Linked DNA regions of Mus musculus: regions 2, 3, 4, 5, 6 and 7 are each linked to region 1. A link is a contact called in public Hi-C, HiChIP or PLAC-seq and promoter capture Hi-C data. All regions are on one chromosome and are shown on one strand. The core of a region is the stretch at or near the end of the contact, and the rest is flanking DNA. Distances in the headings are between cores, read along the strand shown. Region 1 holds the start of Epm2a (epilepsy, progressive myoclonic epilepsy, type 2 gene alpha). Region 2 holds the start of Sf3b5 (splicing factor 3b, subunit 5). Region 3 holds the start of Stx11 (syntaxin 11). Region 4 holds the start of B230208H11Rik (RIKEN cDNA B230208H11 gene). Region 5 overlaps Utrn (utrophin). Region 6 overlaps Utrn (utrophin). Region 7 overlaps Utrn (utrophin).

Region 1 (3,909 bases), core at 765-3,264:
GAAATGTCTCTAATAGGATAAAATGAACTCTATAAAATAAAAGTCAATATCACATCTATAATTTAAAATAAGGGTATTAAAGCCAGCAGGGATAATGGACTAAATTCTTTATATTTTATAGCATGTACAGTTGCTAATTTTATGCATTTCCAGTAGGTGTCAATAGATACTCTTTTTTGCAAGCTACATATAATGTATGTGGTAACCTGCAGAAAAATTGAAAACAGACAAGTTAAAGTGAATGCATTAAGAAATAGCAACCCAACCATCAGCACTTTGGGGGTATTAGAAACGCTGATAAAGGAGGAGACCTGGAAATGGGTGCTCTAGTACACCACGCACCGTTATTAAAATTATCAGATGTAATTTTACTGTGGAAAAAGGACACAGTGACATTAGTAGAAATGCACTGCAAAGGGAGGACAGCCAAAGGCAGGCAGCTCTCACATCTGACATAATGAAGTGCTAGCTGACCATCAAACCCAAGAGTGGCCAAAAAGACCAGCAAAGGGAATAAACAGATCCCAGTAAACCACGTGCTTTTCTTGGGTCTCGTTTTTTTGTTATTCTGCATTCTTGTTTTCCACAAGAACTGGCTAATGGCCTGGTTGTCTGCCCATACGAATTTCTCAAGAAGCATTCATTCCCTCCACGGGACTCTGAGAACCACTGAGCCACACACGTTCAGTTTGCCACCACGCCCATTGCCTTCACAGAAAAGGCTGTCTCGATCCACCCAGCGTGGTCGGTGGACACGCTGCTACGGATTTTTCAACACATTCCTTACTGAAACGTAAAGTGGCGACATTTTGGCTTGTCCAAATCCATTGTACAGAAACATTTCCAAATGCTAGAAAGAAAACCGCACTTGGATTCCAATCCAAGAATCTCGAAAACCAAAAGGAACCTTAATGCACAGTAACAGCTGCACAGTATTTTTTTTTTTCACTTAAAAAGTAAAACACACCTGTATGCAAATAAGTCTGAGCTATATTAATATTGTTAAAGAAAAAATAAATACTCAAAATTATATATTGTACAATATTTGTTCAAACAGTTACACACACACGCGCGCATGCAGGCAATATGTTTAGGTTTTGTATGGTGGAAATGCTGCTTTCAATCATATATTCTTATTATAATATTTTTGTGGAACAAGTTCTCACTTTGTAGCCTTGGCTGGCTGGGAACTCCCAGCAATCCTCCTGCCTCAACCTCCCAAGTACTGAGATTACAGATTTGTGCTATCACAAGTGGCTATTTACTTTTATTATTTCTTTACAACCGATATTACTCTTTACATATTTTAAGAAATCAAGTCATGTCTCAATTGTCTTCTATCGCGGTGACCTGACTTTGGGGGAGGAGCTTGCTATTTCCCACGATTCGGTCTCAAAAATCTAAGGGAAAATTCCCTCCAGCAAGCGGCCCCTTGTAGTGTGGGGTGGGCCACTTCGGAGTGGATTAGAGAGAGGCCTAAGGCAGGAGACCCTCGGAACTGGGTCTTGATCCGGACCAGGGCATCGCTGTGCAACCGGGTAGGGTCAAGATGGTGGGCGAGCGGTGGCCAACAGTTAAGTGCACGGGGAGCTGCGGGGGCGCGCGAGCTGCGGGCTGCGCGCCCCCGAGGCCGCGGCCGGGGTGCACGGGGAGCTGCGGGGTGCGGGCCTCGGGCCGGGGAGCGCAGTACCTTCCCAGTGCAGCTCGCCTCCAGGCTCGCGCTGCAGGAACTTGTACCAGAACGTGTCAACGCGGCCCGGCTCCGCCCCGCCGGCCTCCTCGTACGCCTCCAGCTCCACCTCGGCGAGCCACAGGCCGGGCTCCTGCAGCGCCAGCGCAGCGGCGCCCGCCGCGGTACCCGCGGGCCTGAGACGCACGGCGCCGTGCGGCTCCCAGCGCCCTAACTCGGGCCGCGAGCCGGCGAGCAGCAGCTCCTGCCGAGCGCCGGCCACCGCGGGCGGCACCACCACGCCGAAGCGGAAGAGCATGGCGGTGGCCCGAGTCCTGGGAGCCTGGCGAGCGGCAGCGGCGGCGGCGCGAGCTCCGGGGCGGCGCGAGACGTGCAGCGCCGCGCGTTTGTGGCCCGGTCACGCGGCCGTGGGATCAGGGTTCCCAGGCGCCGTGGAGCTGCAGCCGCAGGAAGCGGGCATTCGGGGCTCGCGAGAGGCTGAGACCCACACTGGACCTAGGAGGGAGGAAAACGACACCCCGACATTGTCCTGTCGTCTTCCCAGAGATCTGAAATCACTTTTACTAAGTCAACAAAGGAAGAAAGAGTTGTCTAGCCTGAACCTCCAGCCTCAGTGAAGTTGCCGATCCAAGATTTACCTGTAACCCTCATTCAAGCACCCCAACATTTAGTCCTTATGGGCCTCTGATTATAACGTGGGAATAATACATATGAATAATGTTCTTTAGAGACCCTCCACTCAATACACAAAAACCCAGCGTTCATCAAACACACAAAATACTTTCCCTTGCCTAAAGGGACTAAAGAGAAAAACAAAATTTCAGCCTCCTCTTTTTAGCGTGTATAAGTTGATCTCAAGATCAAAAAAAAGAGAAAACCTTGTTTGTGAGATGACAAAGTTTAGAAACAAGGTCTCACTGTGGAAATCAGACTGGCCACAAACTCTTGAGATTCTCCTGCCTCTGCTCCTTGGATTACAAACCTGCATCACCAGTGCCCAGCTACTGTGTGTGTGTATGTGTGTGTGTGTGCGTGTGTGTGTGTGTGTGTGTGATAAAAACCTATTTAAATTTTCTTCTTGGGGAAAAAAAACAGAAAAATAAATAAAAGTTGCTTCTTGCAAATATTAGCACTTTAGGTCAAGAAACAACTGTGTCATTATTTGGCCTCTGGGAGCAGAGGAGGCTGCTTCAACTTGTTATTAATATGAATAAAGAAATGTCTGGAGTGGCTGGGGTTCGTTCTGGTCAGTGCGAGCCCCAGGCCACCTTGGGCACGAACTCCGCAGACCTTCCCAAGGTCCCCAGAGAACTCTCCATGATGCAGGTGCCCTAGCACACCCAGGATCTTAGGATCACTGAGGAGAGTCAGCAACCAGAGAGGGCCCTGACCCCATGACTCGAAGGTGAGAAAGCCAACTTGTATCCCTGGTATCTCAGAGACCAGTCTGAGCAGGAAAACAGGAGGGCCTCAAAAGCAACAGAGCTTCTTAGACAGGGCCCCTTCATGCCTCATCCTTAGCCAGGAGGCAGAGCTGAACTCCAGACCTCTGTGCATCTTCCCTGCAAGAGAAAAGCTTGCTTGCAGAGTGCTCTAACCTCAGGAGAAGAGTTGGACTCCCAGGAGTGCTGACAGAGGCTAACAGAATCACAGGAGGAAAAAACTCCAGCAAGACACAGCTAGAACATCTAACACCAGAGATTATCAGATGGCGAAAGACAAACATAAGAATCTTACTAACAGAAACAAGAACACTTGGCATCATCAGAACCCAGTACTCCCACCACAGCAAGTCCTGGATACCCCAACACATGCGAAAACAAGATTCAGATTTAAAATCATATCTCATGATGCTGGTAGAGGATTTTAAGAAGGGCCTTAATAACTCACTTAAAGAAATACAAGAGTACACTGCTAAACAGGTAGAAGTCCTTAAAGAGGAAGCACAAAAATCCCTGAAAAAAATACAGGAAAACACTGCTAAACAGGTCCTTAAACAGGAAACACAAAAATCCCTTAAAGAATTACAGGAAAACACAACCAAACAGTGATGGAACTGAACAAAACTATTCAAGATCTAAAAATAGAAGTAGAAACAATGAAGAAAACCCAAAGGGAGACAACTCTAGAGATAGAAATTCTAGAAAAGAAATCAAGAACCATCAGCAACAGAATACAAGAGATGGAAGAGAGACTCACAGGTGCAGAAGATTCCATAG
Region 2 (3,909 bases), core at 908-3,407, 1.7 Mb before region 1:
TAGTGGATCCCTTGGGACTGGAGTTACAGACAGTTGTGAGCCACCATGTAGGTGCTGAGTACCAAGTCAGGGTCCTCTTACCATGTAGCCATCTCTCCAGTCTATCCTCCCCTTACTGTCTTGAGACACCATCTCTATCTGAACCTGGAGCTGAGCAGGCAGTCAGAAAGCCCCAGCTATCCTCTCCACAGTACTGGGGCTATATGAACTTGGGTTTTTGCACTGGTAGCAGAAATCTGAACTGGTTCCTGGACTTACACAGTAAGGACTCTTACCTCCAAAGCCAGCCCTCCTGAATTCTGTTACTTCTGTTTGTTTGAAACAGGGTCTATTAGCCCCGTTTGTCCTGAAGTATGCTCATCAGGCTAGCCTTGAACTCATGGATCCAATTGCCTGCCTCCCCACTGGGGTTAAAGGCATGTGCCACCACTCCCAGCTACTGTTACTTTTAAATAAGTTACTAAAAATGCATTTAGTTTTCTCTTCTGCTGAAAGCCAATAGCTATAACCCACATAAAAACTTTGAGTCACCAACCAGCTTCCACGTCTTCTTGTCCTGGTGTTTTCTATTGTTCATCCCTTCCCAGCATACTGCTTTTGTGTGGAGGAGTTGGGGATAGGATTCAAGACAAGGTTTCTCTGTGTAGCCCTGATGGTCCTGAAATTAGATCTGTAGACCAGGCTGGCCTTACACTCGAGATCCTTCTGCTTTTGCCTCGAAAGCACCTGGACCAAGTGTGCACCAACACATTCTTTGAACTCAAGAGATGCCCCAGCCTCTTGGGTGCTGGGATTAAGGTGTGCACCACCACACTGGTATGCTGGTGACTCATACTGCTTTTATGGTTTTCCTTCAGTAAGTCAAACACACTGCTGCTCTTGGGTCCTCTGCCCTGGCCGGAAAACACCTGCATGGCCATTTCTCTTGATTCCTTAAAATCTGTTCTCAAATGACATCTCAGTAAAGTAGCATTGTAAGCATGGTTTTTAAAGTTGTAAACTCTTCAAGCTGGCATAATGTATGCCCTCAAACCTTTGGAAAATGCTCTGGTGAAAAGGGAAGAGGGGTGGGGGGAATGGGGCGCTGAGCAGGATGGGGACGTGATACCACTTGTTTGCCAGTTTATCATTTCTGAAGACACAAAGGGTAATCATCAAGAAAAAGGGGTAAGGGGTAGCGCATAAAGGGAAGGGTAGGAAAGGGATATGGGCAATCTCCGCGCTTCAAGGTTTCTTTGGGACCAGACACACTGTACGCGTGAAGACTATTGAGGTGGGATAATATCATAAAAGTGTGTGTGACGACTTAAGGACTTGCCCTGTGCTTCTGCCCCCATTTCCTATTTATACTCTCACAAAACCTTGATCCACAGAACCCTCTCCTAATAACCTCCCAAAGAACACAGCAATCCATACCAAAGAATAGAGCAAACCCTAAACTTTATATATATATGGTTTTTTAAAAAGGCAAGAAGACATCAACTATCGAAAAGCAGACTCGAAATGCGCATCACTCTCGTGCAGTCTTCTCCCTCGCTTGCCGATGCTGGGATCACTCCTTCTGCACAGTTCACAAGGAGCGGACCCGGACAGTCTCTCCATGACTTGTTCCGAATCCTCCACAGGTACGCAGGTCAGGCGACACAGCCAACACGGAATGGTCGAGATGCAGGAGCAAGGAGGCTCGCAGCCGGCACACGGGGAAGACTGGGCAGCGCTCACCTCAGTTCTCCTCGGGCTTGTCCGCGGGCGGCCCGCTGGGCTGCAGCATTTTCTCCATCAGGTTGAACCGCACGCGGGCTTTGCTCTCGTTCTCGGCAATGGCGAAGTAGTTGAGGAGGTCGAAGTGGCCCATGTAGGAGCAGTAGGAGTCGCGGTGCTGGTTCACCAGCCATTCCCACTTGGTGGTGTCGGCGTGGCCCGTGCCGATGTACTTGGACTGCAGATGCTCCAGCTGGCTGTGGATGGTGTACCGGTCCGTCATCGCGCCGCTCTGCTCGTAGGCTCCGAGGTCAGGACACAGACGAGAAGCTGCCGCTCGCGGCGTTCAAGTGAGAGACGCTGCCGCTGCCGGTGCCGCCGCCGCCACGCAAAACCTCAGTTCGTGCAGGCGCGGGAGAAAGACGCCACCGAGACGCAGGAGTAGACAGTCTTTTCCTAGGCGGAAGCGGAAGTGCCGTCTGTCGCGGGATTGGAGTTGCCTAGGAAACACTGGGCCGTCTCCTCACGGAGCCCGCCTACTTCGAAGAGTGTTGCATGATGGTCCGCTTAGTGGCTCTCGGGTGATCACGTTCTAGTCTGAGCGTTGCATTCTGGAACAAGTAGTCCAAAGAGTTTGTTTTAGGGTTTTGTTTTGTTTGTTTTGTTTTTGCCTGGCTGCTGTAGGACGATGGCAAACGGCCTCTGAGAGTTATCCCACGGCTCTGGGCTACTAAGAAGGGGAAATCCAAGAGGGTTTCAACTACAAGCAACCAGGAAAATTAACTCTTGTACCTAGAAGCTAACGTGGCAGCATGGTTCCCCCGCGGTCCCAGCTTTGTCTCTTAGAATTTGGGCACTGGGAAAAGTATTTTTGGTGATCAGTGTCAGCCCCAGTAGTCTCACTAATGGCTCCCACAACGAGCTCCAGGCTCCCGTTTCTCAACCCATTGAGGGGTTGTTTGCTCTAGGTCACTCAAAAGCTATTCCTTGAAGTCAGATGTGGTTCAAGACTAGATAGATAGATAGATAGATAGATAGATAGATAGATAGATAGATAGATAGATAGATAGATAGATAGATAGATAGATAGAAAGAACACCTCTCTTTCTAGTCACCTGTGTTTTTCTGCTGATTACTGCCTTACGTTGGGGGTTGTGCACTTTCTCACGTTACAAACAACTCAGAAAAGATAATTGTACTTCTTTTATGGTATCCCTTAAGGATACATGTATAGCCTGATGTAGATTGTACTCTCAAAAAACCATTTTAGGAATGGGGTAAGAGCAGTCACAGCCAAAGAGAATGGACAATGACAGACAATTTGAAAATACAGGAGTTTGGGGGTACTTTTGTTTACTTGGTGGGGGGAGGATCTGGCCCTGAGCTCACAGCAATCCTCCTGCCTTTGCCTCCTGAATGCTGGGATTAGAGGTGAGTTCCGCTCCATCCAATATTAATTCTTCTGTTTAAATTTTGTCATAATAAGCATCATGCCAGGTGGTGGTGGCACACACCTTTAATTCCACCACTTGGGAGGCAGAGGCAGGCAGATCTCTGAGTTCAGGGGCAGCCTGGTCTACAGAGCTAGTTTCAGGACAGCCAGGGCTACAAGGAGAAACTCTGTCTCAAAAAAAAATAAAACCAACCAACACCAAGACTTAGACAACATAATACACATCTTATTCCTAAAATATAGAGACTATACGGCAATACCTGTGGATATGCCATCCAGCCATACTATACCTGTCTCTTATTATTTATTTATTGAGACAGGGACTCAAATTCTCTGCACCTGCTTCAGACTTTGAAGTGATCTATCAGAGGCTTAGTCACCTTGTCAGGCTTCATTTTAACCCTTTAATTGTTTACTGTTTCACTGTCGTTTCTTTTGGTTTGCAGGGGTTTTGTTATTGTTTTTTGTTTGTTTGTTTGTTTGTTTGTTTTGTTGGGTTGGGTTTTTGAGACAGAGTCTCTCTGTGTAGCCCTGCCTGGCTGGCCTGGAACTCACTTTGTAGACCGGTCTGGCCTCAAATTCACATAGAGGCCTGACCTCAAAGTCACAGAGATCTTCCTGCCTCTGCCTCCCTAGTGCTGAGGTGAAAGGTGTGTGCCAGCATCACCCTGCTGGTCTGTTGTATTTCTGCTGCTGTCCATTGCGGATTTAAATTCTTCACTCATTTCTTCTCGGCTCCTCTCCTCCCCAAGTTG
Region 3 (3,909 bases), core at 779-3,278, 1.6 Mb before region 1:
CTTCATCTACCATGTGCATATCATGTGTGTGCCTGGCACCAACAGAGGTTAGGAGAGGCATTGGATCACCTGGAACTGGAGTTAGTAAGGACCATGTTGGTGCTGTGAACCAAACTCAGGTCCTCTGCAAGAGCATTGAGTGCTGGGTCATCTCCCAGACCCTTTGTTTTTGTTTAATTCCTAATCCCGCCTCTCAGCCATCTCAGGATCTTCTGTGGCAGTTTAAGATTCCTTTCTAATGTTTGTTGTACGACCTTTCAACAGCTGTGAGTAATATTGGTCAGGCATTTTTGCGGGTGGGGGTGGGGGAGTGCAAGTGGATTTGTGCTTGTTGAGCCAGAGGCAACCTCTACTCACTGTCATAACATCATTTATCACCTTTGAAACTAGGTCTCTTACTGGCAGGGAACTTCCCAATGATTTAAGCCTGGCTGGTCTCCTGCCTCACCAAGGCTCTGCAGGCACATTTTTATGTAGGTTGTGGGGAATCTTAGCTCCTCGAGCTAAAGGGTAACTGCATTATCCCCTGAGCTATCACCCAGGCCCATAGCTAGGGAGGTTTAAGGGTGTTGGGTTGCTAGGTTTCATTGGATATTTCCTTCATGATAAGACTACGGTGAGCTGGGAGACAGTGCTGTACGCCTTTAATCCAAGTACTTGCAGGTGGATCTCTGAGTTCGAGGCCAGCCTGGTCTACAGAGTGAGTTCCAGGACAGCCAGGACTACACAGAGAAACCCTGACTCAAAAAAACAAAACAAAACAAATGAAAAGCAAAACAAAACAGAAGGCTGGGGCATGGAGGAGAAAGGCCCCAAGGATAAAGTGTTACCTTTACCTGGCTTTAAGTATCTGACCTTGTGTATTGGGTGAACTGTGTGGCTGCTCTGTGTGTGGTAAAAACTACTTTCCGTCTCCTTTCCATACAGTCCTCTGTTGAGGTGAGGAGCAGGCTGGCCCACACTTAGAGTGCAGAGACAAGCTTCTTTTCCATGAAAGTGGAGTTTCTGCTTAAGTTGCCTGAAGTTGCTCTGCCCCGGAGATTTGTCTTTCTGGCCTTACCTGGCCTTACATTAGTAGATCGATTCATCGGTCATTTCACATTAGATGGATAACTTTGGGTTACCGTAACACCTTGTTCCTCAAATTCTTCTGGCGGTGGCTTCCTATCAATGCATATCATCTTTCTTTCTTCCTGTGTTCTTTTTTTAAGATTTATTAAATATTATTTATTATTATATGTAAGTACACTGTAGCTGTGTCTTTCAGATACACCAGAGAAGGGCGTCAGATTTCATTATGGATGTTGTGAGCCACTGTGAGCCACCATGTGGTTGCTGGGATTTGAACTCAGGACCTTTAGAAGAGCAGTCAGCGCTCTTAACCACTGAGCCATCTCTCCAGCCCCTCCTCTCATACTTTCTTTGTTTCTTGATGGCTAGCCTTCTACCTTGTTTGTCCAGCGGTTTCCCACCCCCTAGCCAGAATGCCCCTTTTCTGTTTCTGAGCCCCCAGTAGGGTGCCAGGCAACGAGGACAAGGTCGTGGCAATACTCCTGTGGGTGTCCCACTGACAGCAGGCAGGAAGGGGCTAGTGGAAGGCGGGGCTCAGTGTCTACGTGGTCCACAACCTCGGGTTAGGCAGTCGTGCGGGTCCCCGCTGGCGCAGCCACACCCACGCTCAGAAACGGTTTCTAGTGCCCTAGTTTCGGAACTACTCTGGACTGCAAAAGTCATCCGCGCTGAGGGGTTTTCCCGCGGAAAGTCCGATGGATCCCGCCCCGCCCATCTCTCCATCCCAGAGCAAGGAAGAAGAAAGAGCAAGTTCCCGGGTGGTCCACACCGTCGCCCGCAGCATCTCGGGGTGCACAGGAGGGGAAGAAGGCTCGTGCTTAGGTTCCCAGCAACCCGCAGCGTGGCGACCCCAGTCGGGACGGGAAGCTGCGCGCCTAGCCGAGGGCGTCCCCGGGGCGGGGCCCTGGTCCCCAGCTGTGCAGCCTCAGCGCGGCAGGGGCGGAGCCAGCAGCACCAGACGCGGCCCTGCGGCTCAGGGCTCGGACCCCGGCTGAGAAGCGCAGCCCGGGCCAGCAAGAAGCGGAGGGGGCAGAGCCGCGGGGACACGCCGCGGTGTCCTCCCGGCGTCCGGACGCTGGATCAGCGCCCCGCAGGATCACGGTTCGTTTTGTCCCGCGAGTCTGCTTAGCTCTCTAACTCTTTCGACATCGGGGACCCAGGTTCGGGGTTGGCTGGAGTGGTGGACCGCGCTGGCAGGGATGCTGCGCAGCTGCAGGTGGGTTTGGGGTGTGGTTCCCTCTGTGCCTCTAGGTACCTTCAGGACGAGGCTTTGGGTTTCTCACCTAGAGCCGAGAGCTTTTTTTTTTTTTTTTTTTTTTTTTTTTTTTTTTTTTTTTTTTTTATGTTTAAGAATATAATGCGTTATCAGAAGTGCTTCAGAAATGTAGACTGACTCTGAAGCTTCCTGAGGCAACTTCTGTTTTGAATTTTTGTTGTTTTTATTTAATGGAGGTGTTTTATTCAGTTCGGTCGCCACTTTCTCTAACACATCAGAATGGACACTTCTCCACTTGAACTTGACAGTATGACTCAGGAGCCAGGAAATACAGGAACACTGATACCGCGTTGAAACAGCTCCCACGGAGGATTTGGGGTAGTTTGTTTTAGGAAACCGATCTGATGGCTTTGCTTAGAGAACCACACCACGGAATTCTGTTGGCTTCTTTGGCTCCGCGAACATCAGCTGAGACCTGCGTTTTACTTCCTGTGACTCTCACACTTATTAGAGCCATTTCTCAGCAGAGGGAGGAGCTGTTGTTTCTACACGGGTATCCACAAATGAGTCACAAGTCTACTACAATTGCAAGGCTTTGTTAATACGCTTTTGAAAAGTGAGGTTGGATTCCTGTACTTTGAATAAGACCGAAGATTCAGTCTGGTACTGTCAAACTGGGGCAGGCGGCCTAGGAAGTAACTATTCAAGTTTTCAGTTTCCTAGAGCGCCTGATGGGACAACATGCCAGCTAGGGTCACTAGGCTGATCTGAGATAAACCCTTAAAATCATGTGCTTTCCCACAGAAGCTGAAGAGAAAATTAATTTCTTTATCCAATAACCATTTGGCTGTTGTTTTCACTAGTTGGTAGAAACTGGACATTTAATGAAGTGATTGTAAGTTACTCTGAAATTTAAAATATTTCAGAAAGTTTATTTTTACCAAATTAGTGCCTTAAAAAAAAACATATAGAAGCTTTTGAAGAAAGTAGATGGTTGCTGGAGCCAGACATTAAGATGCTGAGTCTCCCTGAGGCTGGATAAAGGCTCTAAGAAATAGACTTCCCTATCTAGGAGCTCAGTAGAGACAGGAATAACTGCATATCCTGGCTGAGCTGAGGTCAGCCTTAGACAGCAGTTGCAAGGTTCTGGTCTGTTCCAGCCTTTTCATCCAGGTCCATGCATGCAATATGGACACAATGCTATCCTGGCAGCCAGGGCCACAGCTGAGCAGATTCTCCTGGACATCCAACACCGTGAGATGGATGCTATGGGAAATTTATACCCAAAGAAGGTGCCCCAGTGTGGGGGATCAGAGTATCCTGGATCACTGCTGGGACAGCAAGGGAAGGTCTGGGTTCTCATCATCTGCTTGTCTTGGTTGGCAGCCTAGTTTTCATTCAATACATGCATGATTTAAAAAGCATATTAGCATATGTCTATGATTTAAAAGCCCATTAGGAAGGCATGGCTTTTAAAGTGTTTGAATTAACCATGTTTCACATTACTTAGCAGCTGTGTAAAGGCAAACCCAGTCTCTGTTATCATCCCTGGGCAGTTGGGGGCACTCTTTTAAACACCAGAGTGACTTAGGAGTGATTAGCAGCTGTCTACTCACCAGTTG
Region 4 (3,909 bases), core at 388-2,887, 1.6 Mb before region 1:
CACAGTCATTAGCAGCACCTGATGGTTGAAGGCTGTTGGCTAAATAACTGCAGGTAGCTCCATGAGCTCCTCATATCACAGAACACTATATGGGGTGTGAATGACTGTTACGGTACTCCTTATCACAATATGATATGCTCCATCGATGACTGACTGACATCTCTTCCCAAGGAACCCAAGGATTACTTGCAACTCTGATTAAAAACTAACTTGTGTTCCAGACCCATCCCTGAACTGAGGCCAGAAAACGGAAATGCAATCGTCTAGAGCACCAGAAAGAATATTTCTGAGAAGAACCCTCCGGTGCAAAGCTGGGTTGGTGGAGAAGTTCTGCAGCCCCGGGCAACAGCAGCAGTGCAGGCAGGGGGCTTCCTTTAGTTGAGCAAGTCTGCAAGAGATCTCTATGGCCTCATTCAAAATGAGGATAGGAACGCCTACATTACAGTTATTAAGAAAATTAACCGAGCCCCTGAAGAGTGGTACTCACTCTAAGCCTTTAACCCTGACATTTAGGAGGCAGAGACAGACAGGTCTCTGTGAGTTTAAGGACAGCCTGGTCTATATAGAGAGTTCCAGGACAGCCAGAGCTACATAGTGAGACCCTATCTCAAAAAAAAAAAAAAAAAAAAATCAAGCTAGACAAAACTGTGTGTAGGGAGCTTAGAGCAATGCTTGGGTTATAGAGTGCACATGTTCTCATGTTCTCATTTGCATTTAACACCCATTGCGTGCAGCTTCAGGCCTCTCTCTGATCACCTGGTGAGGTAATCACCCCATGTTACTGACCCCATGTTACATTCCACAGGCTGCCTCCAGACTCTAGCACAGTGTCCGCACAGAGAACAAGGCCTGAGGACCTAGGCTCTCTGGTGTACTTCTCTGAGTGCTTACCCTGGATGCCCTAAAGGTACTATTGAGGAACATGGTCAGGCAAAGGTCAGTGGAGTTCCCGCCATTGGGAGATAGACAGGAGCTGTCTGGATGCTAGAGTAGAGTTCCTTCGTAAGGAGTCCGGTCAGACTTAACCAGGACTCAAGAGAACCAAAAGCTGGGTGTTCCCTGGGGGTCACAGAGCTGTGAGAGATGGTAGAGCAGTTGGATCATTACAGTGAAACTGAGAAAATGTTTGAGGGAGCCACTGGGAGGTCTGAAACAGTGGGGCACTTTGTGAAACAGTGCATCCTAGGTTTACAGTCAAAGACTGAAGCCACCAGACCTGTATAAACCAAACATGGGGGTGGGTTAGGGGAGAGGGACAAGGTGGGACAGCCAGAGCAAGGCTCAGCCACCAGCTCCCTGCCTGCAGCTGCAGAAACACCTAGCCTGAACCCTGGGGTAGAGCCAAGGTTTTGAGGAACAGCCGAAGTAATGCAAATAAACCGCTGTACCCTAAATTGCTTTTTGTTGTGGGTGTTTTGTCCCAACAACAAAAGGGGAGCTAAAACAGGAGACAAGTTAAAACAAGAGTTTGCCCTCTAGGGGAGCTGTAGGGGTGGCAGGAATCCAGGAGGTCTTGACCCTGCATTTGAAGCAGAGCAAAGGGGACAGTGTCTACACAACCAGGGAGGGGGTGGGGGATTGGGCCACACTGCCCTGACCACACAGCTTTCTCCGGAACCTCCTCTTTCTCCGGAACCTCCTTCCGGCATGTGGTAACACTGGCGAGGAAGGAAAGCCGCGCGCGCACAGGTGCCGGGCCCCGGGAACCTATTCGATTTAGAAGAAACACACTGATGGTTGCCCTGCGGACCCGTGCCTACACCGCCCGAGGGACCCCTCCCACCTCCGCTCCGGAGCCCAGAAGTTAGCTGTGGAGTTTGTTTGTCGCGCCCGCGCACCTACAGTGAGCAAGGAGAGCCGGCGCCCGCCGGCCCAGAGCTCTGTCCCGCTCTCTGCTCCTGCAGTTCCTTCGCTGCCGCCGAGATCTCGGGGCGACAGTGAGCGGCGGCGGCGGCGGCGGCGCGAAACCCCGGCGGCAGTCTCCGAGTCTCTGTAGCCGGGTCGGGAAAGCGCCGCGCAGCCTGCGCAGAAGCATCCTCGAGTAACTGGGGAAAATGAGGACGGTATTGTGAGCTTTGTAGGAACAGCAAAGAGAAGAGAGCACGCCTGCACCAGGATGGCCGAGTGGTTAAGGCGTTGGACTTAAGATCCAATGGACATATGTCTGCGTGGGTTCGAACCCCACTCCTGGTAAAGTTGCTGTTTTGTTCCTTGCCGCGGTCTGTCAGTTGTTTTTAGGTCCAGAGCTTTTGGAAATTTAGAAGTCTTATTTCAGTTGAAAGAAATGTTCTTTAATCCTTAATAGGGCGCTGCTACAAGGCAGCCCAATTTCCCGCAGTGAAGCGACCGTGTCTCCAGGAACCGACCTGAGCCAGGCGGGAAGAGGCTCCCCGGAGAGGTCTGGTATTGGCTAACTTTTTGCAAAAGTACTTTTGCACAGAAGAAAAAAGAAAAAAAAAAAAAAAAAAAAAACAAGTCCGCTTTTGCCTTTCCTCTGTCCGCTCCCCACCCCCTTCTTTTTTCTTCCTTTCCCTTTGTTTTCTTTCTTTCCTTTCTTTTCATTTCCCCCCCCCTCAAAGTTTAACGTGTTCACATGCAGTCTTTCAAAAATGTACCATTTGACCATGAAGACCCAGAATTTGAAATATTTTCGATTTTTATCTTCTCCTATTTTCTTTGGGTTTTTTTGTTTTGGTTTGGTTTGGTTTGGTTTGGTTTTTGGTTTCTCGAGACAGGGTTTCTCCGTGTAGCCCTGGCTGTCCTGGAACTCACTTTGTAGGCCAGGCTGGCCTCGAACTCTCAGAAATCCTCCTGCCTCTACCTCCCAAGTGCTGGGATTAAAGGCGTGTGCCACCCTATTCTCTCCAAAAGTGTTTTTTATCAAAGCAGTCCAAGATCTTAAACACATTTTGTAGGCGTGGCTCAAGGAACTCCCCAGCCTTTTGAATAAGTTGAGACACTGATTAAATAAACCCCTCTCTACAATCATAAAACCTCGGAAACGTTGGTTATTACCATTGATCATTTATTTTCACGTGTTCCTCAGGTCCATTCAGTTATCTGGAGTCGTAGAAAAATATTTTTCGAAAAACTCGGAACTCTGTGGGAAATGATATCAGCATATTTAAATTGTGACACCTACTGGTAAACTTGAGGTAAGTTTGTTTGAATAAACCTTATCTTTTTTTTTTGTTTTTTAATAACTGTCTTAAGTTACAGACAGGAAGTTGACTTTTCCTCCAAATCTTTTAATCTTTATTTATTTATTTAAAAAAGATCTTCCATTAAGCAGAATAACTCATCACTGAAATAATTTTCATGAGCATTGTTTTAACTGTATGATGAAACCCTTCTTTGGCGTCAATAATCTTTGTTTCAGTTACGCATTTTCCTTTCAAATGCTGAAGACAGCTATGAAGTTAGGGGGATATGTATATGTATGTGTGTATGTGTGTATGCATGTATGCGTGTGTGTTTGTTTGCATGAGCCATCAATGTTAAACAGACATCGTGGTCAGTTGGAAGACTCCTACACCAGAAGCGTTCTCAGTCCTCAGCGGTCAGTTGGGGCTTGGGGGTTTTGATTAGCTTTTTGGTCTTTCACTTTTATTCATTTATTTTAGTGTGTATGCGCGGTTGTCTGTAAGTACACCACATGGGTGCCTGCTGTGCGGTCAGGAGGAAGCTACAGGTGCCCTGGAACTGGGGTTGGTTTACAATCTGCCACGTGGGCTCCAGGAACCAAACCCAGGTCCTCTGTAAGAACAGCAAGTGCTCTTAGCTGCTGAGCCACCTCCTCAGCTCCATCCAGGCTGCTGTTTATCTTTAGGTAGAGTTTTAATTAGTCGATAAACACCTCAAATGCATGCAATGTACTTCAGGCGTGTGCTAATGATTCAAAGGAAGTAA
Region 5 (3,909 bases), core at 422-2,921, 1.3 Mb before region 1:
TCATCAGAGATGTGTGAACTCCCAGAACGAGTACTTTCTTAATGCTCTGTCTTCTGCAGTTCCTGCTGAGGTCCAGATTACTGACTCAAAACAGGAGACCTTCCTCCCTGCCTGTGACTGTCACAGGAGTTTTGTTTTGTGGCTTCCCAAAGGGGCAGCAGCTTAGCTGATCTGTGACCTCCCTTTTTACCATAATTCCTCATATCAACGCGAATGTCAAAATTATCTTTTATTACTTAAGTAGTAACATATCGTTAATCAGAAAACCCATGTTACCAATGACTTCACTTATGATTTAATGCAGTGCTTTTTACATGATTAAAAAATAGCCGGGCGTGGTGGTGGCGGACGCCTTTAATCCCAGCACTTGGGAGGCAGAGGCAGGCGGATTTCTGAGTTCGAGGCCAGCCTGGTCTACAGAGTGAGTTCCAGGACAGCCAGGAAAATACAGAGAAATCCTGTCTCGAAAAACACCCCCACCCCCAAATGCCGGTCACAAAGTTAAGTGGTTCTTTAAGAACAAAAAACGTTAGTTGGAACTCTGCGTGACTGACGCGGATACAGTAGGGAGTAAACAGAAAGTTCTTTCTGAGAAGAGAGCTGGCATAGCACTCTAGATTCAGAAAATGCTATTTTGTCATCGTGACTAAAAGCTTGATGACTTGTGTTTCCTCTGGGGTGCAGTTTATTAAGTATCAAATGGAAATTTCCAGCCTGTATGTATGGATCTGAAAGCTATAGGCACGAACCGCTTTCTCTTGGTTCTCGGCAGAGCCCTGCTGGCCTTTCAAAGGGAAGTTAGTTGTTTATATTTAGCTCTGGAAATTAAGCAATTAGCAGGGATAGGAGAATATAGACAATGTCACACCATTGTCGTTTTCTCACTTGCTCGAAGTTTGTTCATCTCAGGCAAGGTAAATGAGTCCAAGTAATTGAAGTTGGAAAGGATGTGGAGTGTGGGAGAGGATTGCTTTTCATTTTTCTTTTTCTAGTTTGTTCAGGTCTGTGAAGTTCTGAAAGACTGATTTGTAACAAAGCTCAGTCACAGAAGCGGACAGTGCTTTTTAATGCTTAATAAATAATTGGCCGCTGTGACAGCATGGCCTGATAAAGCCGGAACGGAATCCCTCTAGAATGGAAAGTGAAGTAGTTGGGTCAGGCCTGGTGGTACAGGTTCTGTACTCTCAGCTAACTGGGAAGCTGAGGCTGGAAGATTGTTCCAGGCCTGGGTGGTTTGTAGAGTGAACTGAAGGTCAGGTTGTATAACTTAGTGACTCTCTGTCTTGTATTGAAATGTTAAAGTATCAAAGCTTTGTGTATTGTGCCAGGTGAACATTTGCCTAACATATGTAAGGCCCTAAGGGCAATTCCCTGCAGTTGCTGGAAGGTGTTGGTTTTCAGGGTGGGTGCCTCCTTCTCCCTGCTCTTCCTCCTTCTCTTCTCCCTCTTCTTCCTCCTTCTCTTCCTCCTCCTCCTAATACATATTTGTGCATGTTTATTATAGAATTGGTAGACAGTTTCTGTGTATAGACACCATGACCTTGACAACTCTTATTAAAAAAACAAAACAAGACAAAACATTTAATTGCGCTGGCTTACAGTATAGAGGTTCAGTCCCTTACCATCATGGTGGGAAGCATGGCAGAGTGCAGGCAGACATGGAGCTGAGGGTTCTATATCTGGATCCTCAAACAGCAGTTGGAGACTGTGTCACACCAGCCACATTTGACCTTATGCTACCTCAAAGCCTGCCCTCACAGTGACACACTTTCTCCAACAAGGCCACACCTCCTCCAAGGAGGCCACAGCTCCTAATACTGTCACTTCCTATGGGCCAAGCACTTATATACATTTGTGTATGGGCTCCATACCTGTTCAACACCACATTCACAAAAGTGACCATCTCTTTTGAGACAGGATCTTTTATTGGCCTGACCTCACCAAGCTGTCCAGACTGGGGTGGATTCTCCCTGTTTAGACTTCCCTAGCTCTGGGATTACAAAGACAGTGCACACACACCACCATACCCAACAAACATTTTTCTGTGGTTTCTGAGAATCAAGCTCAAGTCAAGCACTTTATCCAGTGAGCCACCTTCTCAGGCCATATTTATGGTGTCTGTATTTTTTCCTACTGTAAAAGGACTAGGAAAACAAAAACTGTTGACATAGAAAACCACAGCACAATAAAAATTAACAGGAAAGCAACAACCCTAGACTCCATGGGAAAGCGTCTAATGAAACACGGACAGAGACGCCTAATGAATAGGATTGTAAACGTTCTATGTGTTTTTAAGATAGTGTTAATATATATTTTTATATGTTTTATCTATCATCTATCCATTTATATATCTTCTATTTATCTATCTATCTAATTTATATATCATCTATCTACATATCTTTCATCTATCTATCTATCTATCTATCTATCTATCTATCTATCTATCTATCTTCCTACCTATCATCTGTCTGGGAAAGAAAATTGTCACCAGTTCTATGTAACATCTGGAGAAACAAGCTCTTTTAACTCCACAGTGAAGGCACAGAGTAGGCGATGCTTGGCCAGTACATGATTTAACTGGCACTGTTGACAGGTTTTCTGATTCCAGATTCAGTGTCTCTCTGCATTTCATTTCAGGTGGTCACAGTGGTTATCCTGAGCTACAAAGAACCATGCGGTTGAGGGGTAAAGAAAGAGAAAGTAGCTTAAGTCATTGCTATACTTTCTTTTAGTTATCATTCGTTGTATTTTCACTGTACTAGGAAGGAAATCCCCTGTGTAGATGTTTCATCACCCGTAGTCTTGGGCATGCCTAGGTACTTGTTCTCATCTTGAAGTTGAAAAAACAATGAGCAACTGGGCTGTGGTGGCGCACGCCTTTAATCCCAGTACTCGGGAGGCAGAGGCAGGTGGATTTCTGAGTTTGAGGCCAGCCTGGTCTACAAAGTGAGTTCCAGGACAGCCAGGGCTACACAGAGAAACCCTGTCTCGAAAAACCAAAAAAAAAAAAAAAAGAAAAAAAAAAAAAGAAAAACAATGAGCTACATTATTTTTGAAACTATTTTGGCTATATGAACGTTTTTGTTTCCAGTTTCTATAGGCTTTTTTTTTCCCCCCTAATGGATTCATTTCTCAGCTTTGTACAAAGGATGGATTGGCTCATTTTAATGCAAATTGATATAGTTGGTTCTGGGTTTTGATTCATAATTTAGCTTGGTTTGAGTCTCAATACCACAAGTATTGAATTATGTATTCCCCAAGCCTAATTCTCCATACCCAAATGTAGTTTTTTATCATCATATTTAAGACACATAATAGCGCCTTTAGAAGATAAGTGGGAAGGAGCCAGCTGTGGAGCACCTTGTTTTAGTGAAGCATCTTCTCTGTTTTGAAAGTCATGTATTCAGTGGTTCTCATGCACCACATATATGTTCAGCGTGCAGGGATGTGCCAGCTTTGTCAGTCCCAGAAGTTCATTTAAGTTGTTCTAAAGACATTTAAAATATTTTCTTCTTATGTTTTTTATTTGTTTGTTTTAAAACTTTAAAGCTTTGTTTTTATTATTTTTGAAGTGTGTATCTCTCTCTCTCTCTCTCTCTCTCTCTCTCTCTCTCTCTCTGTCTCTGTGTGTGTGTGTGTGTCCGTGTGTGTGTGTGTGTGTGTCCGTGTCTGTGTCTGTAGTGATGTGTACATGAGTATAGCCAGAGAGGCTTGGATCCTCTGGAGCTGGAGTTACAGGCAGTTGTGAGTTGCTTAACATAGGTGCTGGCATCCAGCTGTACTACTCGGAAAGGCAATTAGGTGACCCTAATCCTCTGAGCTAGCTATCTTTCCAGCCCTGTTTGTTTTTTGAGGCTGTCTCTGCATATGTAGCCCATGATGACCTCAAACTAAGCATCCACCTGCCTC
Region 6 (3,909 bases), core at 441-2,940, 1.2 Mb before region 1:
GATTATTTACTTATTTATTTATTTATTTATTTATTTAAAAAAAAGCCTAGTCCTGAAAGTGGAATGAGGTTGTTAGGGATCATTTCTGGCTAAAAAGCATTGTGTTAATCATGGACTGAGCAATCATTTCTCTTTAGGGAATGTTTTATAACTATATCACAGAAATTCAAGCCTAACTATAACTGCTAAGTGATGTTTAATGACTTGAATCTTCAAAGACAAGCAAATATGGACTTGGAAAGGTCTTAACTAAAAGATATGTTAAGTATTGAAAACTCATTTAAAACCTTAATAAAACTTCAGATTTACATAACTAAACCTGCCTGTTACTTCTCATCTTTCCACTTTATTTACCATGACACTAAAAATCAACTCAACAAATACCTAAAATCCCCTTAGCATAGGGTCCGTAATACATGGGTTTTGTTTGTAAAGCTTTCAGGAACCTCTGTAGATTATAGGAGTTCACTGTTATATCTATTTATAAAACTGGGCTAAAGACATAAAATTTAGGATTTTAACCATTTTAAGTGCACATTTCAGTGGCATTAAGTATATTAACTGTGGTATGTGACAGCGGTCAGCATCTGTTTCTAGAACATTCTCACCATCCACACCAGAAACTCTCTACCCATTTAAACAGTATGTCCTCTGATGCCAGCCCCTGGAGACCCCCATTCTATACCCCATATCTATCCTGACTGCAGTAAGTCCACCACATAAAGGAAAACAAAATATTTATCTTTGTCTTTTGTGGCTGGTTTGTTTATTATTGAGCACGGTGCCCTTAACATTTATCTAGGTTGTGTCAGAATTTCCTTCTTCTTTCAGTATGGATTTTGTTCTATTATGCATGTGACAGATTTTGCTTATCGGTTCATCTGTTGGTGGATACTGGGCTATTTCTCCCTCCCGGCTGTTTTGACAATATTGCTGTGAACATTGGTTAACAAGTATTTCTAGAATCACTACTTTCAGTCTTTTTGATATGTAAACAAGACTTTTAACCTGATTTTTTTCATCTCTTACGTCTGGTCTCAGTATACAGTTCTTTTAAAATCTATATTTATGTAGTATTCTTTCATGATTTTAGCCCTGGGAGGGGAGTGGCAGGTTCTAGGCCCTCTGTGAAGATTTAATACCAGGTGTAGATTCTGGAACTATATGTATATTAAGCCCCATTTCTGTCACTGAGCCACACATCTCTACCTATTCTTTGACACGTGTGACCTCCAAGTGCTTCAAACGTCAACCTGAAATTATTGGTTTCTATGCCAGAAGCATTTCTGCAAAGCTCAGCTCTTTAGAAGTTCAGTGCATGATGTTGCTTTAGAACTTAAACTTTCAATGCTGCTGTTGCTGTTGCTGCTGCTGCTGCTGCTGCTTCTCCTCCTCCCAACCCCCATCTTTCTGCTCCTTCCCACTGCATACATGCTTTGGGAAATTTTCTTCATTCCTGTTGCTCTCTGCACTGGACTAACCCAACTTACTAACTCATTTTTCTAAACTGTGTGGTCCCCCAGCATGTGGAAATATGTTGTTGATTTCATTTTAGTTGGCATGTTGCGATTAAGACTTCTTGCTGTATAATGAACTTCAATTTTCACTGAAGATTCCTGGAGTCTGTGGGTTATAGATCACATGATTGGCAGTTCCTATTATATACCGTAAGAGGAGCCTGGTCTGCCCTACTCCCCATCCTGGGGGGGGGGGGTTGACATCTGAAGCTAAGGACTGGATTAACTAATCAGGGCCTTTATCCTGTTTGGGCTCCTTACTTTTAAAACAGCATAAACCTTTAGGCTATGGAAATACGGTTCTACAAGTGTTAAATTGACTCATGATTTCCAGGTGTATGGAAAAATGGCATATTGAACTTGTAACTCTCTTCATATATACGCGCACACTCGCGCTCACACACACACATTGAATATGAACAACAGCAGGCAGCAATTACTTCTGTCTTTGAAGATCTTGTTCCTTGGCCATGAGACACCAGTCTCATTGCTTACCTTCGATTTTAATACTCTGCATTTGTAAGCAGATACTTCATGTGTCCCTACTTATTTTCTCTCATTTTGCAAAAGATAGAATGCATGTTTTGTTTTAAGGCTGGGGAATCAAAACCCCTTCCTGATTATTGATAGGAGCTGCAGTTTTGAAGGATAGACACCAATACTAGTTTCTTTTGTCTTCTTACAGACTAAGTTACTGTATTAGGCTTAGCGGGGTGTGTGTGTGTGTGTGTGTGTGTGTGTGTGTGTGTGTGTATGCTCATGCATGTGTATACCTGTGTTGTGAGCACAGGTGCCTTTATAAGGGTTAGATGCATGCATGTGCACATGTGTGTAGAGGCCAGAGATTGATTTCATGTCTTTTTTTTTAATTGCTATCTACTTTATATATCAAGACTGGGTCTCTCACAGGAACCCAGAGTTCTCCAATATGGCTATTATAGCTCATTCCCTTGCTCTGGAAACCTTCTGTCTCCACCTCTTAGGCACAGAGATTACAAGCAGGCTGGCTGACATTAACATGGGTATTAGGCATTTGTACTCTGCTCCTTATGCAAGAGTTTTACTGACTAACATATTCTCTAGTCTGTATTTTAAAAGCAAGCAAACAACCAAGCAAACAAATAACAAACCCTACAGAGGTTTTTTTCCCTTTGTGTCCCACCCTGGTCTTAAACTTTCGATCCCTCTGCCTCAGGCTCCCATGTGCTTAGGTGGTAGAACCATCACACCTGACTTGCTTTTTATTTTAAAACACAAAATGCAGGTGGAACAGCATATAAAACACAGGCGCTCTAAATAATCACTGCAAAGAACTCATTGAAGAGAATTTCTGGTCTCTGCAAGCTGTATGTGCCTCCTCCATGGAATTCCTCCCTGCTCTTAAATAGTAGCCACACTGAATCGAGTGCTGCCAGCACTGTCTCCATTAAAGGAGCAGAGCCTGGTACCCTAACCGCGCTTGCCACGTGCTCCCTAAGCGGACAGGCTACAGGCTAATTACTGACTCTGATGAGTTCTTCAATGTTCTTCCACCCAGGGCAGATGCGTCTTGGTAATCACAGTGCTCCTCATCTGGGCTGAGACTTTGCTTCTGTGTTAGCCGTGGCGGATTTAGATGTTGCTAATAAGCTCATCCTGCCCGAAAGAGCACTTTCAATGCAGTGCATTCATGTTATTTGGGCTACACCTGCTAGTGTAGAATGTGCATTCAGAAAAGGGAAGACGGTTTTTGAAATTTTGGAGCAAAGCATCACTCTGATTGCCAGTCATGAAGGTTATGTCTTACAGGAAGACGGAACATGCACAGACTGCGCTGGGGGAGGAAAGAGAGCGGGGAATATAGATAGTTTGGGGGATGCAAAGAGATTGAGCTTGTTAATTCCAACGATTATCGGAGTTTCTGCAACAAAATCAGTGACTGAGGAGTAGTTATGGAACCCAAATGAACCACTCACCTGCCCCGTGCTCCAAATGTTAGACAGAGGGAGGGAGGTGGCAAGGAAGTTCCAGTTTGGAGAACATATGCAATAATCATTTATCACTAAACGTTTTACTTGGGAGGATGGCAATACGGATGTGAGGTGTGGGGTGGGCTCTGGGGAGGGTGGTTTCTGGAAGAGTGGAGCAGCAGGGTGGATGGTGCTTAGTTCTGTGAAAGCCGGGGGGGGGGGGGGGGGGGGGGGAGACAACTGGGCATGAAGAAGGATGCGCTGGTTCTGAGTTCAAGGGAGTGTGGGGATGTCTCTTTGAATTTTGTGTTTTCTTTCTTTCTCTTCCTTTATTTTTTTCCTGGTTTACTATAGAGCATCTTTCTTTGCTTTCAATTACATCTCTTGTTGTCTGTGGGAGTTTACTGGCTTTCTTTTCTTTTCTTTTTATTTATTTATTTATT
Region 7 (3,909 bases), core at 867-3,366, 1.2 Mb before region 1:
GTGCCTCAGAACTGCCTGTAGCTCCAGTTCCACGGGAGTCTGCACTCCTGACCCTCAGGACACCTGCACTCATGTGCACAAATACACACTCATATACACACACGCACACACACACACATTTATATAATTAAATCTTTAAAATTTAAAGATATTTTGATACTTGTTTGAATGGAGGTGTAATTCTTGACCATTTCAAGTTGTTTTAAAGTATTAGAATTTGCCGGGCGTGGTGGTGCACACCTTTAATCCCAGCACTCGGGAGGCAGAGGCAGGCGGACTTCTGAGTTCGAGGCCAGCCTGGTCTACAGAGTGATCTCCAGGACAGCCAGGGCTATACAGAGAAACCTTGTCTTGAAAAACCAAGAAAAAAAAAGTATTAGAATTTACTTTTCGATACCATAGCAACAGTGTGTATGATCAGTAGCTTCTGCTCCGTAGCAGCCAGTCCCTTGCTTGTGTTTCCTATGTGTGAGAGAGTGTTAGAATCTCCCCAGGAAAAACATCAACAGAGAAACAGTGTGTTGCTATATTAGGAATCGCTTCACTGCTGTGATAAATATTTTATTAGTTAATATTGCATTTTAATAATTTGTAATCAGTAATAAATGTTTATGTAGCATGTATTTATTTTTAAAATTTTGTTGCTAATAATAGTCACTCCTACCAAGTTGTAAACACTCTGATAAAAATGTGCAGAGATATTAAAAATACCACATACTAGGCTTCTCAAAATAAGTTTCTATACTATCTTAAAAATTCATGAAAATTTACGAGAGCCCTGGCCCCTGAAACATTCAATGTAGCTACTCCTTGTGTCCCATGGGATTATAGGAACGTCTTGGTTATCCTGTAACAACTACATCTGTTCTACTTTAAATGATGTTTTTGTTGCCATTAGTAAGAAGTTATATATGGCCCCACTGAACAGCCTTCATGATAAAAGTGTTTGCTTAAGTGTCACAGGGACACTCTTCACACAAAAATCAAGATTCAGGCAAAGGCTCCAGGCTTGTAAAACCAGATTAGTGTCTGAGATGAAATGGCTGAATATTATACTTTTTTTTATTGGTCTCATGAGAAATACTATGTCTAAGAGCTGGGGTAAAATAAACAGATGAGGAATATAATTCAAATATGAATTTAGTTTAGCATCTCATAATTACGAAAGTTTCTGGTTACTTTTCCAACTGTCCTAATAGAAGACTGTGCCCCTATGATTTGTAATAAGAAAGTTATCTTCTAAGCCAGTGGTTCTCAACCTGTGGGTCGCAACTCCTTTCACATGAGTTGCCTAAAATCCCCAGGAACACAGATAGTTACATTACTATTCATAATAGTTGCAAAATTCCCGTTCTGAAGTAGCAATGAAAATAATTTTACGGTTGGAGGGTCAACACAACATGACAAACTATGTTAAAGGGTCTCAGCATTAGGAAGGTTGAGAGCCGCTGCCCGACACACTGATGGTCTTAACCATCCTAACCTGTTGTCCTGTGTGTGGAGAGTCTGGTGCTCACAGTTAGCTGAGCAAGAAAGAATCGACACCATGGCTAGAGGAAAGCTGGTGGCTTTGGGGGTTGGGCTGATGAGTTTGGAGAGGATGACATACCTGTTGTCAATAAATTAATAATTCTCACAGTCACCTTTAGATTGCATGTATGTCTTCTAAATTGATTTCATGCTTTTTGGTATTATATAGTTCTTGTAGCATCCTTAATACTGTATAGTGAGTCTACTGAGTGCTAGTAGACTGGATCAATTAGTCCAGACTTGGGGTTTGTATCTCAACAGGTCATACAGATAACTCTAGTGATCAGTAGGGGTGAAAGTTACGCTATAAATCAAACAGTGACATCTCAAATTCATTATATGAGTCTTAAAAGATTTTGCGAAGTAGCTGTATTTCAGGACCTTTCAGAAATTTGTTTTTTGTTTTTTGTTTTTGTTTTTGTTTTTAAATTGAGAGTGGGATGACCACTAGATTCAGGGTGTTGCTTTTAACGGATTATTTTACGCCATCATCTAATTATAAAGCTGAAACATGAGCTCAGTCAGATTCCTGATGTGAACATCGCTCTCAGTACCCCTTGCCCTGACAGTTTCTTACGCAGAGGCAGGAATGACACATGTACGACCCTCTCTGTACAGCAGCAGGTGGCTGCTGACTATGTCACGGGATATTTCTTTCAGTACTTTTGCTTTTTTAATAGTAATCTTAGCACATCAAGACAAGCAGGGTTCATGATATTTTCCTTTTTTCCTAAGATAACTTTGATCATAAATGGGTTTTCAGGTAACCTGTCTGGCAGGGGTGGTGGTTGTCCTAGTGGCAAACCTTGCGTCTTCCTTCTTTGCAAACAAGGTGGGACTACTGAGCCCCTCTGGAGAGGTCAAGTGATGGTTTCCTGGGGGGTAACCCCCTCCCCATCCCCACCACACACACACACACACACACACACACACACAATGTATAGCATACAGTATCATGTATCTGATGATAACAGAAGTAAAGATCACTTTGAAGAGAGAGAAGCTAGAATGATATAGTTGCCTATTTAGACACAGTTATCATTTAAATAAGCAGGTGTTGCTGGTTACAGAGTAACTTTTCAGAACAAAAGGGCTTTGTCCTTGTGGCCTTTAGAAAAGTTTGCCATTTGTAAACCCTGTTCTGCTGAGGCCAGTTTTTATTGAGGGCTGATTTGTTAGAATGGTGGACCATCTGGCACTTCAAAACTTCTGAGACTTTCAGGGAGGGGGGGGGGAAAGATTGTGTGCTGTGTTATTAACTGTCAAGTAAAATGATGCTGCCATTGTGGTATGGAGAGCGACCTAAAAGGATGAACATGGTTTACTTGGGAGTGTTCTAGTGGACTTCATTTTGTGTGAAAAAAAATATTACATGATCAGGTAAAAAAATGTTTTTCAATTTAAATCAAGGAGATTTAAGATAAATTTTATCTCTCCATGTCCATTTCTACATTTTTTCTGAGTGATAGCCATTATTTCTATCATTTGATTGTTCCGTTTACCATAGATTATTACTAAATAAAGCTTTTATCATCCTCCTCCCCTTTGAAGATACACATATGGCTTATTTCTCTCTGTGCACTATTTATTTGCCAGCCTATCCACTTTTCTGTGTTCCTTAATGCGTGAATCTGCCATCATTTCTTTACATGTTTCCTGTCCAAATGGAGCTTATTGTGAATTCCTGTGGGTAGAATTTCTGTGTCAAAGGTCATAAGCATTTAAAATTATCCTCTGTCCCCAGACTGGGCAGTTTCTAGTAATCTTCAGGAAATGGAGTGGTTACCCTAGTTCTGCCAGGCATAGGCAGAACTCTAAACAGCCCACAATTTTCTGTGTCATGGTCTGGGTTGACTGACTGTGTTTGGTAGAAGAAGAGTGTGGAGAAGAAACAAAGAACCAGTGTAGAGCTCAATGCGCAGAACACCCATAGAAAGGAGTCAGGCAAAGACACAGCATGTCAATCAGAGGGTGGGTGCAGTAGAGAGAGATAAACAAAGAAAATTACTGTCTCTGTCTTTAGGGGCGCTGTATTTGTGCTTCCTGTGGAAAGTGTACAGACTTTGATTTCTTTAACCTGGGCATTCCCACAAAGCTGCCAAACCTTCCAGAGCCTTCTTCTTAAAGCTCCATGTCACGTGGCCACATCTGTCCTATGCGCTTACACTGAGGCTTGGCTGTTAAGAGCATTTTACCCTTGTCTGATGCTGCATTGTTTTCGGGAAGGATATATTTTGGGGACAGTAACTTGTCTCGGTATTATTTTCTGAATAACCTACTATAGTGCTCTCTGAATCCTTAACTATTTAGAGGGCCGTGGAAAGCTGACCCCTGCACCTGGCTGGCTAATTCAGAAGTGGATCAGCTGGCGGGCCTGCC

What was found. Promoter capture Hi-C pulls out the DNA fragments that hold promoters and counts their contacts. Hi-C and Micro-C count contacts between places; a contact is called where the count stands out from the background. HiChIP or PLAC-seq counts read pairs in DNA pulled down with a chosen protein or histone mark.
Region 2: a promoter capture Hi-C map of embryonic stem cells shows a contact between it and region 1, with 6 times the contacts expected there. The contact joins the promoter of Sf3b5 here to the promoter of Epm2a in region 1. A contact is called at or near these places in 5 of 39 promoter capture datasets (cranial neural crest, embryonic stem cells, hippocampal neurons and 2 more), 1 of 484 Hi-C or Micro-C datasets (cortical neurons), 6 of 115 datasets of contacts at active chromatin or transcription factors (embryonic forebrain, embryonic stem cells, forebrain and 3 more) and 1 of 9 other capture datasets (embryonic stem cells).
Region 3: an H3K4me3 HiChIP or PLAC-seq map of embryonic forebrain shows a contact between it and region 1, with 9 times the contacts expected there. The contact joins the promoter of Stx11 here to the promoter of Epm2a in region 1. A contact is called at or near these places in 5 of 39 promoter capture datasets (cranial neural crest, embryonic stem cells, frontonasal cranial neural crest and 2 more) and 3 of 115 datasets of contacts at active chromatin or transcription factors (embryonic forebrain, embryonic stem cells and stem cell-derived neural progenitor cells).
Region 4: a Hi-C map of forebrain shows a contact between it and region 1, with 2.9 times the contacts expected there. The contact joins the promoter of B230208H11Rik here to the promoter of Epm2a in region 1. A contact is called at or near these places in 5 of 39 promoter capture datasets (cranial neural crest, hippocampal neurons, liver and 1 more), 3 of 484 Hi-C or Micro-C datasets (the N1E-115 cell line, embryonic stem cells and forebrain) and 6 of 115 datasets of contacts at active chromatin or transcription factors (SST interneurons, astrocytes, embryonic forebrain and 3 more).
Region 5: a contact with region 1 is called in an H3K27ac HiChIP or PLAC-seq map of embryonic stem cells, with 18 times the contacts expected there. The contact joins the enhancer-like site here to the promoter of Epm2a in region 1. A contact is called at or near these places in 12 of 39 promoter capture datasets (the C10 cell line, cranial neural crest, embryonic stem cells and 7 more), 8 of 484 Hi-C or Micro-C datasets (the G1E-ER4 cell line, cortical neurons, embryonic fibroblasts and 2 more), 7 of 115 datasets of contacts at active chromatin or transcription factors (embryonic forebrain, embryonic stem cells, neural progenitor cells and 1 more) and 1 of 9 other capture datasets (embryonic stem cells).
Region 6: a promoter capture Hi-C map of cranial neural crest shows a contact between it and region 1. The contact joins the enhancer-like site here to the promoter of Epm2a in region 1. A contact is called at or near these places in 3 of 39 promoter capture datasets (cranial neural crest, hippocampal neurons and second pharyngeal arch cranial neural crest) and 2 of 115 datasets of contacts at active chromatin or transcription factors (embryonic forebrain and forebrain).
Region 7: an H3K27ac HiChIP or PLAC-seq map of embryonic stem cells shows a contact between it and region 1, with 5 times the contacts expected there. The contact joins the enhancer-like site here to the promoter of Epm2a in region 1. A contact is called at or near these places in 5 of 39 promoter capture datasets (cranial neural crest, hippocampal neurons, liver and 2 more) and 4 of 115 datasets of contacts at active chromatin or transcription factors (astrocytes, cardiomyocytes and embryonic stem cells).

Annotation. Positions count from the first base shown.
Region 1 is chr10:11,341,550-11,345,458 of GRCm38.p6, reverse strand. It overlaps Epm2a (epilepsy, progressive myoclonic epilepsy, type 2 gene alpha), which reads right to left and starts at 2,014. Exons shown (of 4, transcript NM_010146.2): 1 at 1,691-2,014. The coding sequence starts at 1,988.
Region 2 is chr10:13,006,698-13,010,606 of GRCm38.p6, reverse strand. Sf3b5 (splicing factor 3b, subunit 5) reads right to left here and starts at 2,157. Exons shown (of 1, transcript NM_175102.4): 1 at 1,424-2,157. The coding sequence starts at 1,984. The coding sequence ends at 1,724.
Region 3 is chr10:12,962,378-12,966,286 of GRCm38.p6, reverse strand. It overlaps Stx11 (syntaxin 11), which reads left to right and starts at 2,028. Exons shown (of 3, transcript NM_029075.1): 1 at 2,028-2,287.
Region 4 is chr10:12,920,855-12,924,763 of GRCm38.p6, reverse strand. It overlaps B230208H11Rik (RIKEN cDNA B230208H11 gene), which reads left to right and starts at 1,637. Exons shown (of 3, transcript NR_038028.1): 1 at 1,637-2,190; 2 at 3,047-3,155. n-TLtaa3 (a tRNA gene) reads left to right here and starts at 2,111; the gene lies at 2,111-2,193.
Region 5 is chr10:12,606,258-12,610,166 of GRCm38.p6, reverse strand. The region is part of intron 50 of Utrn (utrophin); the gene reads left to right. Among named protein-coding and RNA genes, the nearest start is that of Gm25139, 240 kb to the right of the region's middle. Within about 2 kb of position 1,671, at least 22 of the 459 cell types and tissues checked have an H3K27ac peak or open chromatin away from gene starts, as enhancers often do. A contact at or near this core is called in embryonic stem cells, where this site is marked.
Region 6 is chr10:12,574,027-12,577,935 of GRCm38.p6, reverse strand. All of the region lies in intron 50 of Utrn (utrophin), which reads left to right. Among named protein-coding and RNA genes, the nearest start is that of Gm25139, 210 kb to the right of the region's middle. Within about 2 kb of position 1,690, at least 5 of the 459 cell types and tissues checked have an H3K27ac peak or open chromatin away from gene starts, as enhancers often do.
Region 7 is chr10:12,553,053-12,556,961 of GRCm38.p6, reverse strand. The region is part of intron 50 of Utrn (utrophin); the gene reads left to right. Among named protein-coding and RNA genes, the nearest start is that of Gm25139, 190 kb to the right of the region's middle. Within about 2 kb of position 2,116, at least 24 of the 459 cell types and tissues checked have an H3K27ac peak or open chromatin away from gene starts, as enhancers often do. A contact at or near this core is called in embryonic stem cells, where this site is marked.